2 separate regions of the Anser cygnoides genome follow, and region 2 is linked to region 1. A link is a contact called in public Hi-C data. All regions are on one chromosome and are shown on one strand. Each heading gives the region's core, a stretch centred on a gene start, on an enhancer-like site or on the middle of the called end of the contact. The rest is flanking DNA. Distances are from core to core; before and after follow the strand shown. Region 1 holds the start of PPP1R9A (protein phosphatase 1 regulatory subunit 9A). Region 2 holds the start of LOC106037501 (serum paraoxonase/arylesterase 2).

What was found. A called contact is a pair of places that touch in the nucleus more often than the background predicts.
Region 2: a Hi-C map of granulosa cells shows a contact between it and region 1, with 2.0 times the contacts expected there. The contact joins the promoter of LOC106037501 here to the promoter of PPP1R9A in region 1. A contact is called at or near these places in 2 of 7 Hi-C or Micro-C datasets (granulosa cells and liver).

The regions. Positions count from the first base shown.
Region 1 is chr2:26,427,173-26,430,848 of Taihu_goose_T2T_genome, forward strand. It overlaps PPP1R9A (protein phosphatase 1 regulatory subunit 9A), which reads left to right and starts at 2,022. Exons shown (of 20, transcript XM_066991741.1): 1 at 2,022-2,326; 2 at 3,444-3,676. The coding sequence starts at 3,668.
Region 2 is chr2:26,595,240-26,599,159 of Taihu_goose_T2T_genome, forward strand. LOC106037501 (serum paraoxonase/arylesterase 2) reads right to left here and starts at 2,073. Exons shown (of 10, transcript XM_048075459.2): 1 at 1,917-2,073. The coding sequence starts at 1,990.

The DNA.
Region 1 (3,676 bases), core at 772-3,271:
AGGACACACAACTGTGATTTTTATAGTTAGGTGCAAGGCCACGCTCACATATGAAGAGTCTCTCTTGAAAAGTGATGTTCTAATCAAAACAAAATACAGTTTATTATCCTTGAGACTACGTTAATGCTCTTTAACATAGACACTACGTAAATAAAAGATGGGATTGAAAAACATTTTGTAAGTGATTCGTGTGTGTGAATAGCTTAGATGTCCGTGGCCAGAGTCGGAGCCCCTAAATAAGGTCCAAACTGCCTCTGACTGAGCAGCCAAAATTGCCAGTAGTTTCTACAAGTCTTGGTTGTTGTGATCATGAGGTGGCATTGGTGGAACATGAAATTACTTAAAATAATTTTGCATTAGATTCTGTGTGAAAGCTGGGTAGTGTCTGCTTGAACTGCTACGCTGTCTACTTACAACACATATAAGAAGAATCGAAATGTAATATATCATCTCTCTCATCATGGAAAGCTTGGGATCTATTGTGTGCTCCTGCTGTGAGCATCAGCAAGTTTCCCTGCTCTCCACCAGAACATAACCTAGAGAGAGTTTACACTATTTTGCCATGAAATAATATGAATGTTTTCTTGGGTACATTGTTAAATATATTTATTAGGAGGGGAGAAGTGTCCATTTTGTTTGCAAAATTTCTATTATAAAAATCGTTTAAACAATATTTTTGGCTCTGGATACGGTCATGGATATCTTTACATAATTAGGTGCTAATTAGTCTCTTTAAGATTGCTTCAATTATTTCATCTCATTTAGTGTTTGCTTGTGTCACTTTTTTTTGCTTGTGAATGTGAATTATAAAACTCTTCAGATACACATCTAGTACATGCTAAGATCTTCAAGCACTCTGCATATTTAATATAAAATCAGAAAGGAAACAAAATGTTCAAATTTCTGCTGTGTCCCTATTCCTCTTCAAGGAGACTTGAAGTTCTCTGTTCGTCTCTTCAACAGTCAAGCGGCTCTCTTAGTGTTCTTACAGGCTTTCCACTACAAAATCATACCAACAGAAGGGCCCTGCCGAGATCCTCCGATCTGCGGTACTCGCTGATGGTTTGGCATTTAACAGGGAGTGTCCTGGTTAGCTGAAATAGTTTTCGTCCTGGTGCGGGCAACCTCCCACCGGCCTCCTCACCACAAGAAGCTGTGAAACCAGCGTTCCCTCATCCTTCTGCCTTGGGATGGGATCTCAGGCGGTCGGCTTTCTGTAACGGCATGTGGAGCTCACAGGCTGCTACCCTCAGGGACTGCCTCCCTCTCCAGGCCTCCTCTCCTCCCTGCCGTGGCGTGGCCATGCTCAGCGGCCCCCAGGGCAGCGGACACCCCCTGGCCTCTGGCCGTGCCCCTCTCCTCGCATCCCAAGTGGAAGCCATGCAACACCCCACGATTAAAAGATTTGTTGCTTTCCTGTCAATTTAAACGTGCTGGATATCGAGGCCAACATTTTGAGCTGCGCACCCTTGGTGCAAACAAGATTAACCAGAGATCGACACCTGTGAACACTTAAGGGTATAGCCGCCATGTTCAGTCTCATTAAACTAATGAATTAAGTCTGCAAGGCTATATACCTGATGTCTTCATTTTCAGCCACTGGCACCTTCATTCTGTATGCCTAATAATTATTTTTCACGATTTGCAACGCACATCTCCAGGCCATTTTTTTTTTTTTCTGGACGTTTATGCAACTAGTTTTCCAGGCCGTTTTCCCGCAATTAGTTTAATGAACTTTGCTTGGGAGTCGCTATGCGATTACCGGCCGTTCCCTGCTCGGGCTGCCAATTTTACCCGTTGCCTACAGGTTCCGTGGCGGCGGCGCGGGGCCAGCAGGCTGTGGTGCCGCCAGCCCAGAGCGGCGAGCTGTGAGATGCCCGGTCCCCCCCTGTCCCCCTTGTCCCCCCCCGTCCCTCCTGTCTCCCCCCCGTCCCCTCCAGCAACCCCCGGACGGATCCAGCGGCGGCGGCGGGGCTGCTCAGCGCCGCGCCCGGCTTTGCAGCGGGCGCATTTCTCCTCCGTGTCGGCAGGGTTCAGTGGCTCGTTTCGCGCAGCCGGCGAGGGAAGGCGGCTGGCTCTCGAGCCGCACCTCCCGCCTCGCAGGCTTCCCCTCCCCGCCGCGCAGGGACCCCTCGGCCTGCACACCGAGGCTCCGAGCCTCGCCGGCGGCGGCTGAGGGGGGTGGGGGGGGGGAGGCGAGGGCGGCCGTGCCCGGCCCCGCCGCTCGGCGGTACCCGCCCGGGGCCGGCCCGCAGCGGGAGGGCTGCCGGCCGCCTGCCCGCCTCTCCCCGCCCGGCGGAGCGAACCACTGCGGCTGGCCCGGGAGGTGAGGCACCTGTCAGCGGCCGTGCCGAGCCGAGCCGAGCCGTGCCAGGCGGAGGGGGGCGGGCGGGCGGCTGCGGCGGGGCGCGGCGGCTTCTCCTCCCCCGCTTCGCGGCGGTGCCCCGGCCGCCTGCAATGGCGTTGAGGCGCCGCGGCCGTTGCCGGCTGCTGTCAGCCGCCGTTCTCCGCAGAGCCGCCGGAGGAGGAGGAGCGGGGGCAGCGGCCGGGTAAGGCGGCGGGGGAGCCCCTGGCACCGGGCTTTTGTTCCCCGGGGCCCCCGCCGCAAGGTGCTGCCGCCGCGGGAGGGGAGGGGGTGTGGGTGTCGGGGGGGCTCCGGTGCCGTGCCCTCGGCTGAAGTTGGCTTCCCGCAGCCATCGGCGCGGGGGTGGGCGGCGGGGAAATGGACGGCGAGGAGACGGAGCCCGGCAGGCACCGGGGGGGGGGGCTCCGGGAGGCTCCGGGGAGCGGCCCCTGCGAGCCCCCCGGCAGCGGGAGCGGCCCCGACCCCAGCCCCCTTCCTGCGGCTCCTCCTCGGGCCCGTCGAGGGGCAGCTCCGTGCGGCCGGACCTCCGTCCGTCTGCGGGCGCTGCGGGCGGGGATGCGAAGTTCGGGTGCAGCTCCCCGGGCCGTTTTTTGGGGAGCAGCCTCTCGGAGCGCCTCGCCTTCGATGGCATTTCTACCATTTCCCTGAGAGAGCTGGGGCCGGCTCGCGGCGCCCCGGGGAAGCAGAGCCGTCGCGTTTGCGCGAATTACTTCGTATCGGTTGATGGCACGTATTGCCATGGTTATTCGTAAGTAACTCAGGCGTTTGGGATTTTTAATTTTTTGGAAGAATTCGGTAACGGAAGTAGCGTTTCCATATTGCCTTAGCTTGTGTGCCCGTGGCTCCGTACTTCTTTGTGAGCCCTCCGCTGCCGAGCGATGCCCCAGCCTGCAAATTTCTCAGCAATCAGCGTGCAGAAGTTTGGGCTGACGAGTCTCCACGTGTTGGTGTAGTGTGAGATTTGTGTTTTTTCCACTTCTTTTGTAAATCTGTCGAATAACTGCAAAGGGAAATCACGGCTTAGATTTAGGGAAGTGCAAGTACGTGACAATTCAGAGAACCCTGCTTTCTATTGCAGGTTGAATCTGCTGGTGCTCTCCAAAGTCCTCGCTCGTGCTGCCCTGTCGCAACTGGCTGCGTGTGCTTAGATACCTGCCTCCAGAGCTTCTCTCGAGGATGGCCCCGCTGCAGGGCACTGCTTCCTAAGAAAAACCCTTCCCAAGCAGGATCTCGGTTGTAGCAGATGACTGAGAGCGGCACCGCAGAAACTATGTAAGCTGGTTTTGCAGCCCTGAAGTAAACATGATGAAA
Region 2 (3,920 bases), core at 823-3,322, 170 kb after region 1:
TGGGACTTCTCCCTTTCCATTTGCAAGAGTTTTCCCCAAGCGGTCTGCGAGCCCCGCAGCGCCAAAAGCACAGCAGGAACCCAGCCAGCAGCCCGGCAGAGATGATGATATCCCGACGGCATTCCCAGGGAAACACTTTGTGAACTGGAATGAGAGTAATTCAAAAGGACACTGGTCACAAGCCTACAGCACATACAGAGGCTTTTTCAAACTGCGTCAGTTTATCTAGCTCCGGCAGCCTTGGCTACTGAGCCAGATGGCCTAGATAGCTAGCTGGCCTTCCAAAAACACATCGGACGTGCAGACTGGGGGGGATGCAGCTTCAAGAAAAGCAGGAGCTCTGCCAGCTGGTGCCACCCCAGTGCTTGGCACCTCTCCCCACCCGCTTCATTGTTCCAGTTTCAGTCCTCCGCCTCCTGTCCCGCTTTGTGAGACGCACACAGCAGGCATTCCCCCTCCTTGAGCAGCGCCCTCTCACATATTCAAAGACCTCTCTCTCTTTCACTTCTCTGCTCTAGACTCAGCAGTCCCAGAACTTTCCTTTTCCTGACAGGACTGAAAATCACCTCCAACTGTTGGTTTTGCTCCCAGTTCTCTTCGAACCGCCAGCATCTTTCTGGAAGCACGCTGCTGTTTCGAGCAGTACGCAAGCTGAGGGCTGTATCAGTACAGAGCGTTATGAAATGATAACGTTGTGTACATATATGAACAACAGATACTGGTCATATAGATATCGTTCATATATATACAATCCATATATGCCCGTATATACATACACATAGGAACACTGTGTTCATGTATATATGAACAATGTCATACATGTATATTCTTCTGAGGAAACCAGTAATACAGTATAATTCACACTCGGATTTCATAGATTTGATAAGGGCTTTCTTCAGGGAAGAATTAGCAACTCCAAATTGTCAATAGGAGAATCTGTGTCACTTCAGTCAGTAACACACAAGAATTTCTTTTCCACTGAGCGAGTCTTACTCAAGACCATTTCGCAGCTATCAGCAACATAACAGATGCATAAACAACCCCGATTTAAGAAGAATTAGGTCTGTAGGACTTGTAACAGTTCTTCAAGCCTTATCTTTTGAGCATTTCAGGGATTTTTGTGTCCTACTATGCAGACACAATATACCCAACTCTCACGAAGAGCAAAAGGGCTTTGCTGGACTCCTGCCTTCTGGGTGGGGGTGGGTAGCAGGGAGGCCAGGAGAATTTGGGACTAACAGCTCTCCTCTTGAGGCTGTGCCTCCACGATTGCAGGGCACGCCGGCCGCTATCAGAAGCCGCACGCTGCCCAGCTCCCTGCCCGCCCGACGGCTGCTGCTCTGCCGCAGCCTGCTGAAAACACCACTTGCAGGAAAACCCACAGAGCGCCACAGACGCTGGGGGACCCTGCTTTTAACAGGATACCTGGCTTTACCAGATTCCCGATACGGCATTTGTTCTTGGGACTGGGAGAGGGGCATCCCCACGGTCACTGCATGTCGCCAGCAGTCGCGGACTCAGCGCAAGGTGCACTCACACCTGTGCCTGGGGGGGGGGGGTCCTGTGTTTTGGGGGGTCTGGCTGCAGGCAGTGCACACCTCCTTCTGCAATTAGCTGCAATTACCGCAGGCTTATGGCTCAGAGAGCCGGAGGGCATAGCAGCATAGATACAATGGGTTGGAAGGGACCTCCAAGATCATCCAACTCCAACCTGAGGACCACAGAGGTCCGCAGAGGTCAGAGGAGAGCTCACCCACACAGGGGCTGTGTCAACGAGAGGAGAATAACCCAAGAGCTCCCCTCAGCCCCGCTCCCGGTGCCACCGGCGGCCGCGGCAGCCGTGCCCCCGCTGAGGGGCCGTGCCCGGCGGCCCGCAGCTCCCCGGGCCGCCCCCCGCCCCCCCGCCGGGCCCTCACCGAAAGGCCAGCAGCCGCTCCGCCGCCAGGGCTGCCGCCATCCCGACGAGAGCCACCGCCAGCAGCTTCCCCATGGCCGCTCCCCGAGCCGCGAGCCCCGAGCCCCGAGCCCCGGCCGGCTCCCGCCCCGCCCCGCTCCGCCCCGGGCCGGGCCGGGCCGGGCCTGGCCGCCCCGCTCCGCCCCGGGCCGCCCCTCGGAGCACGGCGCTGCCCCGGGCGCCGGGGTGGTGCTGGTGGCGTGCCTCTGCCCTCGGGCCTCACGGGGGTCCGTGAGCACCCACGTCCCGTCTTCCCCCCTAAAGTGACCCCACGTCCCAGTTTGACCCCACCCCAAAAAGGGTGATCCCATGTCACAGTTTCCCCCCCAAAAGCGACCCCACGTCCCAGTTTCCCCCAAAGGGTGATGCTCGCCCCACTCCCACCAGCAGCTTTCTCCCCTTGCTCTCCTCTGGGATCCCCACGCAACAGGCTGCTCTTGCAGCGTTTTGGGGGTGCGCACCTTGCAGGGCCGCTGCCCTCCCTCAGCAGCTCTTTCCCTTTTCCTTTACCCTTTGCCTTCTCCATGGTCACGTGTAACTTTTGGAAATATAAACATATATGTTCAAAAATATAAAAATGTAAGATCACAAAACATATTGTGACTAATTTGGAACATATTGTTCAATAGAGTAAAAAGGCTTACAGAAGAATGCCTCTGTATTTTAGCCTGCTGCAGCACCACTTTGTTGGCATCTTATTTTTCATTTATTTATTTACACCACAGCTAAATTTGAAAGAGCACATATTACTTACTGCCTGTGTCCCACTTTTGGCCCCAAGTGGGTGCCATTCATCTGAAAAAATGTGGATATCAACAGGGGAGATGAAGAGTAGACATCAGAGTTGGTCATAAGGTGCCAAGTGTAGCCCTACTGTGTCAGACCAAGGGTTTGTCTGGCTTGACAGCCAGCAGCAGCTGTAGCCAGGGGCTTATGGAAACATAAGAAAATGAGAGGCAAGTTGGATTAATCCCCCAAGTCTCTTTCCCAGCTTCTAATTATTTTCAGCTCAGTTTGATGAGCTTTACCTGTTTAGTAACTCTCACTAGATGGCTTTCAAGTAGTTCCCTGTCTCCTCTTGAAGTGAGTAGTGCTTTTATCACATTCTTGCTAATATCACACCACCTAGGTAGTCTGTATAGTCAGGGCAGGAAAACAGTTACATGGAGGTAGCAATTCATATGAAAGGAGTATAAAACAGATTGCGACGTCTTCCCTAAAAAGTGGCCATTTCTCTGCGTTCATTAGACGAGGAGCCTTCAGTCACTAATCCAAGCACAAAAACTCTGCTCTCTAGATGCCTGACAGTAGGTGGACTGAATCTCTCTTGAAGTCTCTCCCCATCAAGTCCCTCTTGACTGAAAGAAGAGCCTGGCTGTCTCGGCAGCTTACCGCCAGCTTACCTCCTCAGCATAACCCCCGCCAGCCCGTGATCTGCCCCTCAGCACTGCCAGCCTCCAAGCATCCCCCTCCCCAGCACCCCTTGGCTGGCCGAGCAGCTGCGGCAATGCTACAAAACCCCTGCTGCTCACCCCCCGCCGCTCTTCGGTCTGTTACGATTTCTCGAGCTCTTTGCCTTTGGGGAATGCAGGAGAGACCTGGGAGTGATCCCCCGCTGTGTAGAATGATGGCTAAAAGCTGAAATGAGTTGTGTGCACATAATCAGCTGTAGAGTTCATGTCAGGGGAAAATGTAACAAGCTGGGGAGCGGAGGGAGTGAGCAGAGCAGGGAGATGGGATGTCTTCTTCTGATTTAATCACTTAGACTCTTCTAGAGACAAGGAAAGCAGAGAGGCCCCCTGTAAATATGTTGGGGGGGATTCATTTCATGTGGAGAACCAGGTGAGTAGCACTCCATAGATGCCTAGTCTTCCTCTCTATCTCTGCTCACAGCAGTAGGACGGTAGACAGCTCACTAAGTAAACAAAAGGTAACAGTCACATGGCTAAAGGTAAAGGAAATCATT